2 separate regions of the Triticum aestivum genome follow, and region 2 is linked to region 1. Evidence: chromatin contacts called from public Hi-C data. All regions are on one chromosome and are shown on one strand. The core of a region is the stretch at or near the end of the contact, and the rest is flanking DNA. Distances in the headings are between cores, read along the strand shown.

Region 1 (3,358 bases), core at 246-2,745:
CTACTCGGCGTCGCCTAAGCAAAGGAAAGATCCATCAATATCCAGCATTTCGCTAAACATACTCAATTATGCGTCAAGCATTCAATGTTTGCCTGGCCATCAGGCGCACACGAAACTGGGTCTATATACGATTTCCTTCTGAGCTTCATAAAATACTAACAGTCATGCTATTTTATTTACTTCTGCAGCTGCAACACGAATTTGCAATACATGACATTATGCACCACCATCTCAGCATCTTTGATGAACTAATGTGAAATCAATGGAAGTTAAAAATTCACTGCATCATCCGTGGACTAGTATGACATGAACGGTAGAATTAGCACAACATCCGTGGAAAAGTACTTCCAGCATCTCTGAAAAGGAATATCAGTTTCCATTCTAAGTAGACAACTCCCTCCCAGCCTTCTAGTACACTTGTCTATATCCATTTTCATTCTATCAGCAATCATGATACACAATGTTAAATCAGAAAACAGATAGCTGTGTTGTGATCTTTGGAAGTCAAGCAAGTGTCAATGTGAGATACATATGCACCAGCTGCACGAATGCTCGTTTTATATCTACTACAGCAACCTTGTGTTGTACGCATCAAGTATCACTGATAGTGAGAGTTTCTAATCTACTCCGTATAAGACAAGACGAAACACACAAAGTCCAACGAGCCCAGGACCCATCAGATAGACTGATAGAAGATGCTCAGTTCGTTAATTGGCGTGAACTCCTGCGGTCATGCTAATCTGGTGCGAATTGTTAACATATTTTCGCTACGGTCAGATATGTGACGCTGTTACAACATATGTGTAAGTACAAAATTCAAGTCATAACTAGGTGAGCTCATCAGCATAATTAAAATATGCTGATAACTCACTCAAAATAAGACAGACTTCACCCAAGATTCCAGGTAAAACCTGATGCGCATCGATCTAAAGAAACTAGGGTTTAGGGTTTGGGTGGGCTGCACTTACTATTCAGTGACGTCCTCGAGGACCATGTTGACGTAGACGTCGAACCCGCAGAGGGTGCCGACGAGCTCCTTGTCTCCCTTCATGATCACCCAAATCTTAGATCCGATGCACCGGTCGATCAGCTCTGCCCGTCGCACCAGTTCGCACAAGCACGCGCGCGCGCGTGGAGACACGCGCACAGAAAAGAGGCAAAAGCCGTGAGTCAGGAGCTCGAACCCAGCAGATTAGGCGACGGAGCTAGCCAGCTAGGGGAATCGAAAGAAGCTTTGCGAGAAAAAGCGATGTTGTCCTGCGCACCTGAGGGGAGGAGCTGGGAGGGGTTGTTCTGAGACATGGCGCCGCCTCCGGTTGCCGGTGGCTGGGGAGCTCGAGGCCGGTGGGTGACGACGAGAAGGGCACGGCTGGAGCGCAGGCGGACGGAGAAGAACGGCGGCGGAGGCGGAGGGGATTGGGGCTTTTGCTTCTGCGCAGCGGTGGATAGTTCCGTGCTAACGGGCGAACTGCTCTCGAGTCTCGACGCCGGTTTCGGCCCATATCTAGGCCCAATAGAGAGTTTTCGGGTCAGCGTTCACCATTCTAAGGTAGGCTTCCCTTAAAAAAAAACATATTCTAAGGTAGGCCATGCGGCAGGGCCGTTCCTATTTGGCCTGTAGGCCGCTGTCTAGGACCTTCACTGAACCGGATTTTTTTCTGTTTTTTTCTTTGGCCACGCTACGCGTCGGCCGGCGGATTTTTCTAAAAGATTCGCCGCCTCGGCAACTGTTATTTGTACAGGTATCCAGCATCTAACACTGTTCTCATTATTGCAACAAGGGCATTGTTGCAGAAATACTTTGCAACAAAGGTTATGTTGCAGAATTTTTTTCCGACATAGTTGATGTTGCAGATTTTTTTTCATCACTGTTTTTGCAACATGGGTATTGTTGCGGCGGAAACCAAATCGCAACATAGACAATGTTGCAGAAATATTTGTTATTTTTTCGTCTTCATTTTTTCGCTTTTTTGTCTTCATTTTTTCACAACATAGGTGTTGTTGCGGAAGACAGTTTTGCAACACACATGATGTTGCGAAAAGACAGGTGCGAAGGATACATGTACACGTGTCACATAGAGGAGGCAGCGGATGGCTTGCGTGCGATCCGTCGGGTGAAGGAAAGAGTTTCCCTTTTTTCTTTGTCTTTTCTTATGATTCTTGTTTCTTTTATATTTCTGGATTTTTGCTTTTTCTTTTATGTTTTAATTTTTTTCATTTTTGTTTCTCCTTTTCTTTTTTCTAAGTTTGTCTTTTATTTATTTTCATTTTCCATTTTCCATTTTTGCAAACATTTTTTCCAAATTTATAAACTTTTTTTAGGTCGTGATCATTTTTATAATTGTGAACACATTTTATGAAACCGTGAACATATTTCAAATGTGCAAACATTTTTGAAATCACTAACATTTTTTATTTTTTGAACACTGCTTTTTGGAAATTGTGAACTTTTTTTGAAACATGTGATTTTTTTTTGAATCAGCGAGTATTTTTTGAATTGGTGAGCAGTTTTTCAATCAGCAAACAATTTTTGAATATATGAACATTTTTTGAATCGGCGAACATTTTGGAAATGATGAACAGTTTTTGAATTAGTGAACATTTTTGCATTGATGAACAGTTTTTAAAACTCATGAACATTTTTTTGAAATGATTAAACGTGAATCATTTAACATTTTTTGAATCGATCAAGTTTTATTGAAATTCATAACCATCTTCTATTTTTGTGAACATTTTTCAATACGTGATTTTTCTTCAAAAAATGAAAAAAAAATCCACGAACTTTTTATATTTTTTTAAATTTGGATATTGGTCGAAATCCCGAATTATTTTAAAGAACAAAAACTGAAATGGGAATCAAAGAAAAAGAGAAAACGACCTAAAAATACAAGGGCCCTCTCATGGGCCAGCCCAATAAGGAGCACCCGGCCGGCAGGTCCTTTCCCCCGGGTGAGTTGGCAGATAGCGAGCAATCGCATGCCCTCTTTGGGCGGGCCCACTGCTTGGTGGGGCTCCCTGTTTTCTTTTTTGTTTATCATTTTAGTTTTTTCTTTTTTTACTCTTTAAAAAATGTTTGGGATAAAAAACTGAATTTCAAAAAAGATTCATGAGTTTTAAAAATGTTCACTGATTTAAAAAATGTTCACTAGTTTGCAAAATGTTCCCCAGCGTACCGAGAAGAGTGCTATATTCTTTCATGAGGTTCGAAGAACTTCAACGAGAAACATCTGCGTTGCAGAGAAGAGAGAGATATGCTTCAAGAAGAAAACATACGGAGAAGATTATGTGTGGAAGTTGACCCCTTTAAAATATTGCTGGCGCAAAGTAATTTTCATTCGATGCGTCCGAAGAAGAATGA
Region 2 (3,358 bases), core at 442-2,941, 810 kb after region 1:
CAATAATCTAGATTACATAGTAATGATTCTAACACCCATGGAGTCTTGGTGCTGATCATGTTTTGCTCGTGAGAGAGGCTTAGTCAACGTGTGACGCCCGGATAGTTAAGCTACAGTAACCATCTACTAATGATGCCACATCACCACACTTACTGTTGTTAATTTCACGATGATTCAAATCTCGTTCCGAATTCAAATTCAAAATCAAGTCAGACAATAAAAGTTTTCAAATGTTAAATCTAAAGTGTTCGAAATGTAGAAAATAAATTCTAGATGATTATGATTGTAAAACCACATTTTTATAAATTATTTAAATACACTAAAATAAATAAAATGACATCTTAAACAATTAAATAAATGCCTTTTATATTTAGTAAAATGCTAAACTATTTTATTTGGGTGCCATAGTTAATATGGCAGTAGTATATATAGTTATACTAAATTAGGAACTACTTTTATCTTTTTAGAATATAAAATAAATTAGAGACTAAAAGAAAACAGAATAAGAAAATAAGTAAAAGAAAAAAAACAAAAAAAACCAACAAGCTCCTGTGCGGGTGGGCTCTATGTAGCTATAGTGTTTTGGCCCAGCCCACAAAGGCTTTTCCTCCCACCTCTGTACAGTGCTGCAGAGGAGGCCATGGTGCTGTGCACGCACGCACGCCGTCCACGCCGCCGATTGTGGCCGTGTCGATCATCTGTAACTACCTTGGAGTTGGATAGGAAGACCCCGCGACCCCCTGACGAAACCCTAACCCTCACTTTCCCCTCCCTCGCTCGCTCTCGTCCAAGTGGTCACCGCCCGTCCGCCGCTCGTCACGGTCGTCGTCGTCACCACAGCAACCGTGCTTCCCGACGCACGGGAACACGTCCAGGAGGACCGCCACCCTCTCATTCGTCCGTCCCGGGGGCCAACCCAAGCTAGGGAATCGCGTAACCTCGCCATCGCTTCTTCTTCCCGCCACGGTCGCCGCGCGTCCCCGCCATTGATCTCCACCACCGGGCCTCCCCGACCATCTTGAGCTCTCCTAAAACTTCCCGGTGAGCTCCTCCTCCATTCCCCCCTACTACCCCCCTTGATTTGTCGTCGTATCGTCGTCCCCGTGCTTCGGTCGCCATGGCCGCAACTCAATGTCCGCGTACGCGCTCCTGCTGCTCTTGCGTTGCTTCTGATGCTGTCACTGTTCTGCCTTGCTGCTTGCTGCCACTTCAGCCGCGCCCGCTTACATCACCTCGCGCGGCATCTGCCTATCCCCGCTGTGCCCGGCCTGCGCCTGCCTCTGCCGCTCCGTGCGTCGCTCGCCCCGCCGTACTTCCCCGCGCGCCACCTGCTCCTGACCGCGTCCCACCGCGCCGAGGCTGCGCTCACACCGCGCGCCCAGCCCGCGCGTGCGTGCGTGCACTCCCGCTGGTGCTGCACTGCTGTAGGCTGCTGGCACGACTGGCTTCAGCCGGCGGCGCCCTGTACGCACGCGCGTTCGAGCCAGCGTGAGGCCGCCGTTCGCTACCACATGGGCTCTGGCCCAAGTTAATTAGGGAGGCCTAATTAAGTTAGGCCTAAACCCCCTCTTGTTAGCTTAATTGATAGAACGTGTCTTCTCAAATTTTTTTTTGATAAAACGTGTGTGGGTCGACTAAAAAAAGATAAAACATGTGGGCCCCTCCAGTTAATCAACTATTTATTTAACTCTAAAAATGCCAAGTCAATGGCATATGGGCCCCGCTTTGACCCTGTTGACCAGTCAGGGTGACCCCCACCTGTCATACACTATGGCTAGAATAGCACTAGGTGACAAAACTAATTTCCGTTTTATTTTCGAATTAAAAGAATTCCAAAATACTATTAAAACTTAAAAAAATAATATAAAATGAACTGTAACTTGGATGAAAATACTTTATACATGAAAGTTGCTCAGAACGACGAGACAAATCCGGATACGCAGCCTGTTCGTCCTCCACACATCCCTAGCATAGCGAACATGCAACTTTCCCCCTCCGATTCATCTGTTCGAAAACACAAAACACCGGGAATACTTTCCTGGATGTTTTCCCCCTTCGCCGGTATCACCTATCCCCGCGTTAGATTACCCCTGTCACCGCGTATTGCCTTGTTATATTTTGTGTGATGCTTTGTTTGCTCCATATTTACTGTTTCTTCCCTCTCTTCTTCTTCGGTAGACCCCGAGCCCGGCCCTGATGCCACCGAGTACGACTACGTCACCGACGACCCTTCTTTCTAGGTAGAGCAACCAGGCAAGCCCCCCCCCCCCCCTTGATCACTAGATATCGCCTACTCTCCTCTATGCTGCTTGCATTAGAGTAGTGTAGCATGTTATTGCTCTCCGTTAATCCTATTCTGATGCATAGCCTGTCATTGTTGCTACAACTGTTGATACCTTACCTGCAATCCTAAATGCTTAGTATATGATGTGGGCATAGACACGTCTACAAATATTACACGACACAATTTTCAGGTAATTTCTATTGATCATTATATGTTATTATATTTTATTATCAGGGACAAAAATACTACACCATTTTATTTCTTGTGCAGAGTTTTTGAAGGCATCTACAACATAAATATGAAGATGTTGAAGATTGCATGGCCCATGCAAGTGCACACACACGCATCAGAAAGGAGCAAAGGTGCTTGGAGAGATGAGGGCCATCCATGTTGCATGCTACATGCACAAGTCTTTTAAAATACAAAAGAAGAGAAGAAGGATTAGACTTAATGGACCATAGAAGCTACGTGCACACCAGCCCATCTCATTGATTAAAGAAGGAATTAGTCCCAGAAGGCCTAATATCCGGTCAAACATATGGGCCGGCTCCTAGTGAACTTTTCCTTCGACGCATAGCAGTCCATGCTGGACACGTCGACGCGCAGCGCCACAGTTAGGCGGCGGCCGCGTATAATAAATACTTAGTATAGATTAGGGTTTAGACTCGGGTTTTGTTTACAGAAGTTTAGCTATGTTGCTACTTATTTGTCTACGCTCGTAGCGGCTAGTGCGACCGTCAAGACATTCTATCAGAACTCCATCTTGTGAGATTAATCTCATCTAGCATATTTGCAATTTTTGAGATTGCTTGGCTATTATTTTCTTGCATGTTCTTCGATTTGCTTGTAGGAAAAATCCTTCGTGGATAGGTCGATCGCGCCGTTGGCTCGGTCGATAACGCCGTGGAGTTGGTTCAGCGATTGCCGTGGATATTAGTCGTGTACGGTTCTCCCTGTACGGTTGGTAGCCGGATCGTGAGGGTCAAGTCCCATCCAAAATGTGGATAGGTCGATCGCGCTGTTGGCTCGGTCGATAACGCCGTGGAGTTGGTTCAGCAATTGCCGTGGATATCA

Evidence for each region. A called contact is a pair of places that touch in the nucleus more often than the background predicts.
Region 2: a contact with region 1 is called in a Hi-C map of leaf, with 4 times the contacts expected there. The contact joins the enhancer-like site here to the promoter of LOC123054276 in region 1. A contact is called at or near these places in 2 of 5 Hi-C or Micro-C datasets (both in leaf).

Annotation. Positions count from the first base shown.
Region 1 is chr1A:432,466,168-432,469,525 of IWGSC CS RefSeq v2.1, forward strand. LOC123054276 (sm-like protein LSM5) reads right to left here and starts at 1,496. Exons shown (of 4, transcript XM_044478009.1): 1 at 1,266-1,496; 2 at 969-1,092. The coding sequence starts at 1,302.
Region 2 is chr1A:433,275,735-433,279,092 of IWGSC CS RefSeq v2.1, forward strand. No RefSeq gene overlaps it. Among protein-coding and RNA genes, the nearest start is that of LOC123054304, 9.2 kb to the left of the region's middle. Within about 2 kb of position 1,692, at least 6 of the 8 cell types and tissues checked have an H3K27ac peak or open chromatin away from gene starts, as enhancers often do. A contact at or near this core is called in leaf, where this site is marked.